Linked DNA regions of Bos taurus: region 1 is linked to region 2. Evidence: chromatin contacts called from public Hi-C data. All regions are on one chromosome and are shown on one strand. The core of a region is the stretch at or near the end of the contact, and the rest is flanking DNA. Distances in the headings are between cores, read along the strand shown.

Region 1 (6,060 bases), core at 1,977-4,476, 60 kb after region 2:
ATGTAGGCTAAGGGTCATACATAGTTTGCTGACTTCAGCGGTAGATCCAGTGATAACAAAATCAACTTCAGTTCCCTTTCATTTTTGTATTTCCAGGCTGAAGGGAACTTGAGCAGAACAGCAGGCTGTAATTTTTATATTAAAAAAACTGTGGCTCTAAATCTTTGTTTTTCTTCATATTGTTTCAGGTGACTTAGGCATTTCTGATCTGACTGTTGAAAACATAGGAAAAGGCCATCCTCCTTGGATAGCTGCGGTTACTGGCCTGATGGTTGAAAAAACCACTCTCATGCCTGCTGGTGTCTCCCCACTATAGGGAACTTCAGAATAATAATTGATCAGGAAGCATCGAGTCCAGGCCCCGTGGTGCTTCCTTCCCAGACTCTGAGTGGAAGGCAAGCAATGCTCATCCATCCGAGTTCTGAAAAAAGAAACCATAGTACAGAAAAGACCACGACCTGAACCAAGGGGTGTGGTTGGCCTTTTAGAACTGTTTCACGAGGCAGAGCTGCTCTGTGAATGGATGTCCAGCAGCACGGGGTCAGAGTTGGCTTCAGAGCTGTGGGAGGGCATGGAACACCCTCCCTCCCCGTCCCCTCTCTCCTGCCTTTTAAAGTTTTTGTTAGGGAGGAAGAGAGAAGTTTAAAATGAAGTATGACCTAATACAGCGTTTGAGCTAACAAATGAAACACAGACTGCGAAATGATTGTTGGCATTAGCGTTGCATGAGTTGTATATACTGGCATGGATCCAAATATATGCTCTTCACATTAAATGCCTGTGGACGAGCGCCTATGGGATGAAATATATACTTGAATTGGAAGTAAGCTGCTTCTTCCCATGGTATTATAGCATAAACCCATATTTTTAAAAAAGTTTAAACAGTTTGACCATAGCCATGTAATTCCACATAAATACCACCCTTCATTGCATGCATGCTCAGTCATGTCCGACTCTTTGTGACCCGTGGACTGTAGCCCTCCAAGCTCCTCAGTCCATGGAATTTTTCAGGCAAGAATACTGGAGCAGGTTGCCATTTCCTCCTCCAGGGGATCTTCCCGACCCAGGGATTGAACCCGAGTCTCCTGTGTGTGTGTCCTGCATTGGCAGGTGGATTCTTTACCACTGAGCCACCTGGAAAGCCCACATGTCACCATTGAAAGAAATTAGTTATAAACAATGTGAAATGCTAAGCAGGTGTACATGGTACTAAATGTTTTAACTGAGAGTGACAGCTGTTCCTCACGTAGCATCATATCCCTTCTATTGTGAGACATCCTTTCTCTTGGTGGGGGTTGGGGGGGGTGTTTAGTGAAAATAGGAGCAGACACCAAACTCCCCAACTAATTTTCTATCTTTCAGTCGGGATGCTTATAGTAAGGGTGTGTTTACTATGTAAAACTTTCAGTCAGTACTTTGCATTACTACAGCATTTTTTTTTTTAAGTTGAAAATAAAAATTAGTTAATTTTAAGCTGGAGCAAAAAAATACTGCCTCTGTATCTGTATCACCGTGCACCATAAGGGGAAGGTCTAAAAACACACACACCTACCTGCCAACCATCACTGCCTCTGGGGAGTTTGGAAGAAAAGTCTTGCTTTTTATTTTTATTTCACACACATCTAAGCTATTTTAATTTAGATCCATTACTTATACCTTAAAACAGGAAGACAGAAAGGAAACGCCTGCCTGGTGGGAAGATGGCGGGCAGTCTGTGAGGAAAGAGTGTGACTGTTGAGGAGCTTCACTCCACCTGCCTCTCAGCCCCAGGACTGCTGAGGGCGTGTGCGCTGTCTACCCGAGCGCACAGACCAAACCAGAAAGCACCTACAAGGTCGCAGCACCGGGAGCTGTCCTTTCCTGGCTGGCTGTCATTCTGCTGTGTTACTGCCTGATTTCTCTGGTGTGGCCTTCCTTCCGGGCACTGGAGGACTCACCCTCGAGTTCTTTGTAGGCACAGGAAGATAGGTGGTACCAGCTCCCCAGCAGCTTGGCAGTGCGTTGCCTCCAGTGAGGTAGACACAGGGCTGCAGATTTCAGGCCTGTTCGGAGTCACTAATGGCAGCTTCTGAATGCACCCTTCCCAGCAGCCCCCATCTTTCTCTTGGAATTTTTGCAGAGTGTATTATTTCAGATTGAAGGCAAAAGGAGGAGAGGACGGCAGAGGATGAGGTGGTTAAATAGCATCGCCAACTCAATGGACATGAACTTGAGCAGACTCTGGGAGATAGCGGCAGACAGGGAAGCCTGGCGTACTGCAGTCCATGGGGTTGCAGAGTCAGACGTGACTTAGCGACTGAACAATGACGACAGTTACTTCAGAGACATCTTGCAGTGCAGTCACGTATAAGTAAGATAGATATGTTAGATGTATAACTTTAGTTATTCTAGTTTGCACATTTAATGCATGTTAGATGAAGTGGGTAGGTCTTTATCAGCTACAACTGGTGTCAATTGCTTTTTTTAAATAACAACAGTAAAGACAACTCTGCACAGAGAACCTTGTTTTCACAGTCATCTGTCCTAATTCGTTGTGGCTTTCCTGTGAGAAGTGAGGCGCCTGTGACCTGAAACTGTTTCAGAGATTTCTTCTCCTCTTCCTCCAGGCCCGCCTAGCCGCTCCTGCCCTTTTCCATGACTTCTCCCACTTTTTCTTGTGACCCTGGTGAATCAGCACTGGGAGAGGAGACTCTGTAACTTCCTCCAAATCCAACGAGCTAGCTCTGCACCGGGTAGACCATAGCATTCCTGGTGGTTCCTGAAAACCAACCTCTGAGCCATGACGGCAGAGAGAGGCCTTGAGAGGAGCGTCAGCCACAGCTGCCTGCCGGGGCTGCTCCCTCCCAGCCCGAGCCTCTCCCCTTGGTGCCCTTAGAAGTGGCCCAGCTTCTCGGCCTCCTAGCTTTCCTGCCCCGCCTTCTCTTCATCCCACTGTAGAGGCTGCTGCCTTATCAAGTGGCTGCAGGAAGGCCTGTCTCACCTTAAGTGGTTCATTCTGTGCTCCAATCGATAGATCTGGGGTTTCCCCCGGTGCCTTGCTGATGAGTCAGCTAGGGGCCCACTGGGCTTTGGCTCAGGGGGCCCATCTTTAAGTGTCTTCCTCTGTAGAAAGAGTGGCCCATGATTGTGTCTTATGAGTCACTTTCTGGAGAGTGGGGAAGGGAGGAGACGGTACCCCTCACAAGCCGGGACGGGTGTGTACTGACAGGAGGGCTGAGGGGGAGGCCCTTCCCCTGGTGAAGAGTGTGCTGTTACGTTTGGGAGGCTGGACATCCCGTTTCTTTGTGGGGAAGCAGATGTTGACTGGCTTGCCTTCCTTCCTTAGGTGGTTTTTTGGCAAAATCCCCAGAGCCAAGGCAGAAGAAATGCTCAGCAAACAGCGGCATGACGGGGCCTTTCTTATCCGAGAGAGCGAGAGTGCTCCTGGGGATTTCTCCCTCTCCGTCAAGTAAGTATTTCCTGCTCTGACTGCCTGGAATCCTGTCTCCAGCTGATGGATGTTGTGAAGCCAGGGGCCAGGTGTCTGGCTCCACTCACCGAAGGTGGCAACCTGGGGCAGGTTTCGTCTAAACAGCCTGTTTTAAATCAGAAAACTGTATATTAAAATCCTCATTTCTGGCTCCTCTTCAGAGTTGTCTCTCGCAGCTCTTTAGATGCCTGTGTGGAGACCGTCTTAGTTGCTGCGCAGCTGAGTGTCAGAGAGGAGACACTTGTCAGTGCTCCCCACTCCCCCCGCCCCGCAGTGTCCCCACACACCCGGCTCTGACAGCAGCTGGTCATCAGGTCAGCTGCCTCGTGCACCTTTTCCAGGTGTCCCCCCCAAAGGCTGCCAGCATCAGCAAAAGGTGACCACAGGAGTTTGGGGGCTTTTTGCTTTTCCCAGGGGTAAATTTAAATGTGGGAGGGAGCTGGTATGCAGTGGGGGGAGGCAGGGAGTCATACCACTGTGGGGATCATGGAGAATATAAACTGGAACTTTGAGAATTCTCAGCTAATCACTCCCCACCCACGACATAAGGATTTTGACTCCAGTTGTCCTTTCCACATGTGTTTTGACTCTATCCGTTTCTAGTTAATACTGCAGGAAACCTGCCCCTACCCCCCAACTCCCACCCCAGGAATCTTACTGATCACCTCATCATTTATACGATGAAGGGCTGATTAGATTAAAACTCAGATCACTTTAATATACATTTAAAATGAAGACTGTAGAACTATTTGCCATTTACAAATGATATCAAGATTTTTCAGTTTCAGAAATCAGCTCAATATCTTGTTTCATTTTAGGACCAAATGTGCGGTTAAAGTGTTGGGGTTTTTTTTTTTTTACTGTAGGTTTAAATCGAAAAATTTTTGTGTTCCTTTTCTCTGTGAAGATGTGGGAGGTGGTTTCAGGTAACGTTTTCAGTATTCTCAGCTACATTTCCAGTATAGTTTGGTTTTAGTCCCATCATGAAAAAATCAAGCCATCTAATCATCAGTTTTCCTCTTCTAGCAATGGCTTTTCTTTTTTCTTCTTAATAGGCTTTACTTTTCTAAAGAGCAGAGTTTATGTTCACTGCAAAATTGAGTGGAAGGTACAGAGGTTTCCGTGTGCCCCTCACTCCCACATGCGCAGATCAGCGGCTTTCTGACGAGCCTGACTGAACACATGCAAACGAGGACCTGGTGGGCGAGGAGCTCCTTGAGATGGAAGAGTTTTTATGCTTCTCATCAACTTGCGTTTCCTCCTCTTCTTACATCTTACACAGACCCAAGGATAAACCCAACCGTGGAAGACGAGGGATACAGGCAGTTAATCCTTGAAAGGTGCCCAGAAGCCCCTGGCAGTTCACGTTTGGTTGTCTGATGACCGTGGTCCCTGCCCATGCTCGCCAGGTGGCCACCAGAAAGCTCCCATTTTAGCAAATAAAACCTTTAAAGAGCTCACGTTTTCCTTGCTTTAAAAGTAAAATTTGAAACAGGTGTCATAACCACCTCTTAATAACACAAGCACCCGAGCCAAGGAGGTTCAAGAACCCACAGCCTCAAGTTTTCAAGGTGTTGGGCATCTGTGGTGGAAAGACTCCTGTCGTTAACAGCTCACCCCATCAGGGACCCTGTACCCCTTTCAGAAGCCACGTGCTGTGCACAGCAGTAGAGCGCTTCCCTGAGCCCAGAAGTGCCACTTAAATTTGTCCTTCCTCAATAAAGCTTTCTTGCTCATCCACCGTTTTTCTCATGAACTAGCAGTGCAGTTTCTAAGCTCTTTGCACCTGTACTGACTTCCTTCAAGCTCAGTGCTGCCACCTGCTGGGTTGGTTTTAAGAAGTATTTTTGCTTTAACACCCATGATGGGAGGGCGAGGCTCCCGTTTCTTCATTTAGCAGATGTTCATAGAGCATCTTTGGATGCCAGTGGGGACCTTGAGGACTCAGCAGAGAGCAGATGGGTGGGGCCTTGCTTGAGCTAATGTTGAAGGCAGAGAGCATGATGGTGGTGGGCCATTCCCGTTCAACCAGATCATGCTGTTTTTCTGGGCCATTGTAAAGAGAGCGTTTGTCATTTCTCCAGGTGGTAGAGAAGCCTTTGAGGGGTGAGGCAGTGCCTGGGCCTTTATTTATTGTCCCTACATGTCCTTTTCTTTGAGACCTTTTCAGCGTATGTAGAACTAAAATCCCTGATTAGAAAACACAACTTTAAATTCTTCCCAGTTACAGGAGAATTGTTGGAAGTGTGTCCAGTCCCTCCTTTTCTCACCTTATTTCTTACCCTACCTTTTGTAGTCTTCAGATGTCACACAGGATTTCAGTTCTTTTTTTTCATTTGGCACAGTCCACGGCACGTAGAAACTTTCTGTAGGGTGGGGCTTTTTTTTTTAACAAATGTCTTCAGAATTAGGTTAATAGGGCTTCCTGTCCGGCGAGGATTCTTCCTGTTGTCGCTGGCGGTCATCATCCTGATGGAGGGTCTCAGGGCACTCTCCACCCACCAGGGAGTCAAGTTGTGCTGCAGTCCTGGTCTCCTCAGCCTGGAAGGGCGTGGCCGAGACACAGGGTCTCCAGGGATCCTGCTTGATGG
Region 2 (6,344 bases), core at 1,202-3,701:
TCTAGGTTGGTCATAACTTTCCTTCCAAGGAGTAAGCGTCGTTTAATTTCATGGCTGCAGTCACCATCTGAAGTGATTTTGGAGCCCAGAAAAATAAAGTCTGACACTGTTTCCACTGTTTCCCCATCTATTTCCCATGAAGTGATGGGACCGGATGCCATGATCTTCGTTTTCTGAATGTTGAGCTTTAAGCCAACTTTTTTACTCTCCACTTTCACTTTCATCAAGAGGCTTTTGAGTTCCTCTTCACTTTCTGCCATAAGGCTGGTGTCATCTGCATAGTTGAGGTTATTGATATTTCTCCCGGCAATCTTGATTCCAGCTTGTGTTTCTTTCAGTCCAGCGTTTCTCATGATATACTCTGCATATAAGTTAAATAAAGAGGGTGACAACATACAGCCTTGACGTACTCCTTTTCCTATTTGGAACCAGTCTGTTGTTTCATGTTCAGTTCTAACTGTTGCTTCCTGACCTACATACAAATTTCTCAAGAGGCAGATCAGGTGGTCTGGTATTCCCATCTCTTTCAGAATTTTCCACAGTTTATTGTGATCCACACAGTCAAAGGCTTTGACATAGTCAATAAAGCAGAAATACATGCTTTTCTGGAACTCTCTTGCTTTTTCATGATCCAGCAGATGTTGGCAATTTGATCTCTGGTTCCTCTTCCTTTTCTAAAACCAGATTGAACATCAGGAAGTTCACGGTTCACATATTGCTGAAGCCTGGCTTGAAGAATTTTAAGCATTACTTTACTAGCGTGTGAGATGAGTGCAACTGTGCGGTAGTTTGAGCATTCTTTGGCATTGCCTTTCTTTGGGATTGGAATGAAGCCTAAACTGTGCATCTTGGCCTTGCTTCTCATTACTCCTCCCCCTAAATCCTAAACTCTTGTCAATCTGAAATATTGGCTGATTTCATCACTCTTTCCTCCTTGCTTTCATGTTGCAGTTCAAACACCAAGTCCTCCCTGACTACCTGAGCACGAGGTAACTGGCTCCCTCCTCTCAGTCCGGTATGTAGTTCAGTGGCCCTCAGGACCAACTGTTTTGTCTTGCAGACTAGGCAACTCTCTTCTAGAAGACAAACTGCTGAAAGCAGAGGCTTTGTCAGGTTCATCTATCACTCTGCACAGTGCCTGGCATGCAGCTGATGCTCAACAAGTACTGAGTGAAAGAACAATTCATTCTCGTCATTTCAGTGGGCTTGTTTTCTCTACAGGATCAGCCGTTTGGTTATTCTCACCTCTAGCTATTTTTTTGGCTTCCAGGAAGCACATTACCATTGGATGCTCTGTTCTCTCCTTTAACTGCAAGGAGCTTTTGGAACTGAAAAATAAGAGTTACTCCTCCAAGCCTCATCTTCTGCCACTCCCCGGTTATGAATTGAACTCCTCAGCATTGCAGGGAACACGACTCTCACGCCTCTGTTCCTTTGTACGTGCATGCTGTTCCCTTTGCCTGGAATGCCCTTACCCTGGCTTCTCTGGCGAACTCCTACACATCCTGCAAGACTCGGCTCCGTCATCACCTTCTCTGAGAAAGCTTTTCTGAGATGGGCAAAGTAGCAACCCCTCTCTCCCATCTTTTTAGCTTCCTCAGCGTTACTCCAAATAATTCTAACAGTATTTGCGGTATTATTTGTTTCTGTTTCTTTTTCTTCCACTCCTCTAGACCCTGAATTCCTTGAGGGCCAGGATTTCTGTTCATTGTTGTACCTTCTATAGTTCGCACAGTGCTTAGCATGTATTAAGCACTTGATTCAATGGATGAACGAATAGGTTAATTCATCTCATACTGCAGAGTTTGATGTGAAGTGAAAGTCGCTCAGTCGTGTCCGAATCTTTGTGACCCCATGGACTGTAGTCCATGGAATTCTCCAGGCCAGAATACTAGAATGAGTAGCTTTTTCCCTTCCCCAGGAGATCTTCCCAACCCAGGGATCGAACCCTGGTCTCCTGCATCGCGGGCGGAGTCTTTACCAGCTGAGCCACCAGCGAAACCCAAGCATACTGGAGAATTTGTTTGGACCAAATTCTCAAATATCTCAAGACCTGGTCCTCTATTTGGAGTTCTTCAAGCTGGAGATTCCTTCCTCCTCACCTCCCCCGCCCTCCCCCCATACCCCAGCCAAATTGCCTCGGTTTGGTGGAAGGGGAAAAGAAGCGATCAGGACATGGAGGACAGTCATTTCTCCGAGTGAGCGCTAATTTACCCGCTCTGGCACCGAAAGGGTTACAAAGACCGCGGCGGGTGGAGCCCGGCCGGTGCCACCTGCTGAGGGGCGGCCCGGCGCCTGCGCCCTGGCCCGTCCCCGTCTACCTGCGGGGGCCTGGCGGGGGTGGGGCGCTTGCGCTCTGGGTCTTTTCCGCCGGGGGAAGTCTCGCGGGGGTGGGGCGGGGCGGGGCCGCGCGCGCAAGTTCTCGCGGGACCCCGACGAGGAGCGGAAGTGAGGCGGCTGTGCTGCTTCAGCGACCGGACGGCGGCGGCGGCGGCGGCGACGACGACGAAGACGGGCAGGACTGTGGCGGTGACGGCGGCGGGGACAGGCGCTGCCCTCTGGGAGCCGCAGCGGGGTCGGCAGCCGCTCGCACCGCTGCGGAGGGGCCGGCCGGGCCAGAAGCCGAGCAGCTGCGCCACGGTGAGCGCGGCCGGTGGCGGCGCCGCTGCCCCGGTGCCCCTTCCTCCCCGCTTCGGTAGCGGGAGTTGGCCCGGGGTCGGGGGGGGTGGCCCGGGCCTGGCGAACCGGGGGCTGCCGGGCCTGGAGGTCGGGAGAGCGGAACCCCCGGGCTCGGAGCTCCACGTTTCCCCTTTTGGGGCGCTTCCTTCCTGGGCACCGTTCCTCCCCTGATCCTGGACAGAGCCCCAGACCGCGGCGCAGGAGGACGGGGTGGGTGGGTTCCTAATTGAATTTCACGCCTTTTCCGTGAGGGTTTTGCGCCGCAGGGGCCCGGGGAGAAGAAGCCCCAGAGCACCGGGCGCTCATTCCGTGAGTCAGTCTGACTCGGCACCGGGAGGCTGGGGGTTCGCGGTGGTTGCGAATGTGGTAATGGATGCTTCTTCAACCTGCTCGGCCACCACGTCACCATCTCCGGGTGTTTGGGGGCCGAATTTTGGGAGAAAACCCACCACTCCTATTAAATCCTGTGAGCGAGGACGTTTGCTATCGGAGCCAGTCGAAATGGCTTTGTTTCTGTCGCGTTTTGTTTTTTTTTTGCGGGGGACTACTCTTTGGAAAAAAACGTTTGTCAAGAAAAATAAGCAGCAGTTGACTGGAATGCTTCGAGGAGAGAGAGGAGGGAATCCCTGGTGTTCTTCATTTTGCAGCGCTCTCCGTGTATCTGATGGTAAGCCCTGTGAGTTACAGCTTATTTAGGGAGTTAAGTCTAGGTTGGCTTCAGGTACAGTAACAGTATAATTTGCAGGGGAGCCCAGGTGCCCTCGAAGTCTGTCTTTGGGTACTGTTGATTCTCGGAAAAAGCGGGAAAGACTTGTGAGAGAAATTAGCGTTAGTCTTGGCTTTCTAGTGCCTCTTTCGCTTCCCTGCTCCCCAGTTGTTTCGTTCTGTTTCTCTCTTTCCACTGCGGACACTAAATGCTTACTCGTATAATGCAAGTCACTTGCCCCCTCCCCCCCGTTTTTTTCTTATCTACTTCCCTTTCCTCCTCATTGTCCCCTCTCTGGTACAGTTTTTTGAGGTTTCGGCTCTTTGGCATAATTTGTTTTCTCCCTCATTTAAAGATCCCGTTTCTCTCCCGGGAAGATGCCCTCTTTCTTGCTTTATCCTTTACTTTTGAGCGTTCACTGTGTTCCTTCAGCCAGCCAGAAGGGTTGCTAGAGAGCCGTGCGAGACTCAAGTTCTCCCGCCTGGGAACTGGGAGGCTCAAAGGATTGAATTCAGCCACAAGTAATCAATACTGCCCACTAGGTCATAAGTGTAGCTTGCTTGTGGTTTTGTGTTTTATTGGTTTTCTTCGTGTTTAGATCACGGTTTTCTGCCTGCTCACGCTTCTCTTTTTATGTCTCTCTGAAAAGGAGATTGGGTCACTTGGGAGCTTATATTGGCTTTTAGTGGGGGTGATGAATGTTCAAAACGAAAACCAATGATAGCCTGTACTACAGTAGAATTAAGGTAGCCTGATACATTTAAGGAAATAAAACTTATTTAGATCATTGATGAATTAATTAAAAGCTTGTTGGTGGTAATAGTACTAATTTGTTCCTTACCAGCCTTCTGAGATCAGGTGTCTTTTCCTGCATCTGTTGTAATCAGCCTTCTTTGTTATTGTTGGGTTTTTTTTTTTTTTTTTTTTTGGAGAAAGAAATAACTTTGTTTTGTTACTCCTTCCTTTGTTAAGAATTTTCTGAATCCCCAAATTAAAAAAGGTTAATTCTTGTAATCAACTTTCTTTGATACTAAAAGCAGGCACTGAAATGCTTGAGGCAGTTTACTTACTCAGCCAGTGTATACAGATTTGGGAGACTGCTAGGTTTTAAATACTACTAGTCAGTGGGACGACAGAGGATGAGATGGCTGGATGGCATCACTGACTCCATGGACATGAGTCTGGGTGAACTCCGGGAGTTGGTGATGGACAGGGAGGCCTGGCGTGCTGAGATTCATGGGGTCGCAAAGAGTCGGACACGACTGAGCGACTGATCTGATGTGATCTGAGTCAGTGGTACTTAGAGATTTTTCTCCGTGATTGCTGTTACTGTGTTGCATGTTGTACAGCAACAGCTCTAGTTGTTACTTAGAACACAAGAGTAGTAGAATTTGGAGAAATGATGTAATAAGAAGTAGAGATCCATCCTGAGAGAAACTAATAGTTACTTGCTTAATTCAGAAGAACTTTCTGGCAGTCTTGAATCCCACTGAGAGCCTTTGGTTCTATTTGTCAAAGCTGGCTTTTCCCAGTTGTGCCAAGTGAGTGTGTTTTCACTCTGTGCCAAGACATGGCAGTGCATGGTCTGAGATGCAGAGCTTGAAATCTGGTCCAGGAGCCCTTACAGGACAGCCTTGTTTCGTTTTGTTTTAATTTAGCATGCATAAGAGTTACCTGTGGGGCTTCCCTTGTGGTCCAGTGGTTAAGACTCTGAACTTCTGCTGCAGGGGGGCGAGGGTTCCATCCCTGGTCAGGGAACTAAGATCTCATGTGGCGTGGCGAGGCCAAAACAAAAAACATTACCTGTGAATCTTGTTTAAAGTTAGGTTCCGGGGCTAAGGTCACACTACACTGCAGAACTCCAGAAGGTGCCTCTCAGTGAAGCAGTCCCTGAATGGGCTGATTTTGATGTAACTGGTCCAAGGGCCAGAATTGCTGTTACAGGATGCATCTGTAAATTTGTGAGACTGCAACGTGACTTTAAATTACTGAACTTAAAATTATACTTTCTGTACAGAGTAAACAATTAAAAGCCTAACAGAATAAGTGACTATAGATGTGATCAGTTTTACATGTGGGAATATTTGTGCATTGTTAGGACTTGGATTTGGGGTTTCCCTGGTGGCTCAGCTGGTAAAGAATCTGCCTGCAATGCAGGAGGCCCCGGTTCGATTCCTGGATTGGGAGGATCCTCTGGAGAAGGGATAGGCTACCCACTCCTGTATTCTTGGGATTCCCTGCTAGTTCAGCTGGTAAAGAATCCACCTGCAATGCAGGAGATCCCTGTTTGATTCCTGGGTGGGGACAATCCCCTGGAGAAGGGAAAGGCTACCCACTCCAGTATTCTGGCCTGGAACATTCCATGGACTATAGTCCATGGGCTCTCAAAGAGTCAGACATGACTGAGTGACTTTCACTTTCAGGACTTGGATTTGGAGCTGTTGAAGTTTATATTTACTGGTCAATGTGCTTAATTGCATCCGACTTTTTTGTGACACCATAGACTGTAGCCCACCAGGCTCCTCTGTCAGTGGGATTTCCCAGGCAAGAATACTGGAGTGGGTTGCCATTTCCTCCTCCAGGGGATTTTCCCGACTGAGGGATCGAACTCACATCTCCTGCATTGCGTCTCCTGTGTTGTAGGCCGATTCTTTACCACTGAGCCACCAGGGTAACCTATATTTAATGGGATTGTTAATTTGCCTACCAGTGCATTCTACTGAGTCTGTGTGTAGATGGAACTCTAGATTTACTGAGAGCACGTGGACTGATATTGAAGAGGGACCAGTGATGCTGGTTAATACCTCTTAGCGCTTTACAGCAGGGACTCAGCCTTTACAGGCTTTTTAATTAGCAAAATGACTTTATAAGGTGTAGGTGCTGTGATTTTCCTCATTTTCCAGCTGAGGGACACTAGGAATTAGAGAACGTGAGTTATTTCTCCAGTGTTGCCCACCCA

The links. Hi-C and Micro-C count contacts between places; a contact is called where the count stands out from the background.
Region 1: a contact with region 2 is called in a Hi-C map of liver, with 3 times the contacts expected there. The contact joins the enhancer-like site here to the promoter of GRB2 in region 2. A contact is called at or near these places in 6 of 11 Hi-C or Micro-C datasets (blastocyst, blood, liver and 3 more).

The regions. Positions count from the first base shown.
Region 1 is chr19:56,174,270-56,180,329 of ARS-UCD2.0, forward strand. It overlaps GRB2 (growth factor receptor bound protein 2), which reads left to right. Exons shown (of 6, transcript NM_001034630.1): 4 at 3,326-3,448. Among named protein-coding and RNA genes, the nearest start is that of SLC25A19, 29 kb to the right of the region's middle. Within about 2 kb of position 3,227, at least 29 of the 102 cell types and tissues checked have an H3K27ac peak or open chromatin away from gene starts, as enhancers often do. A contact at or near this core is called in liver and skin fibroblasts, where this site is marked.
Region 2 is chr19:56,114,762-56,121,105 of ARS-UCD2.0, forward strand. It overlaps GRB2 (growth factor receptor bound protein 2), which reads left to right and starts at 2,452. Exons shown (of 6, transcript NM_001034630.1): 1 at 2,452-2,640.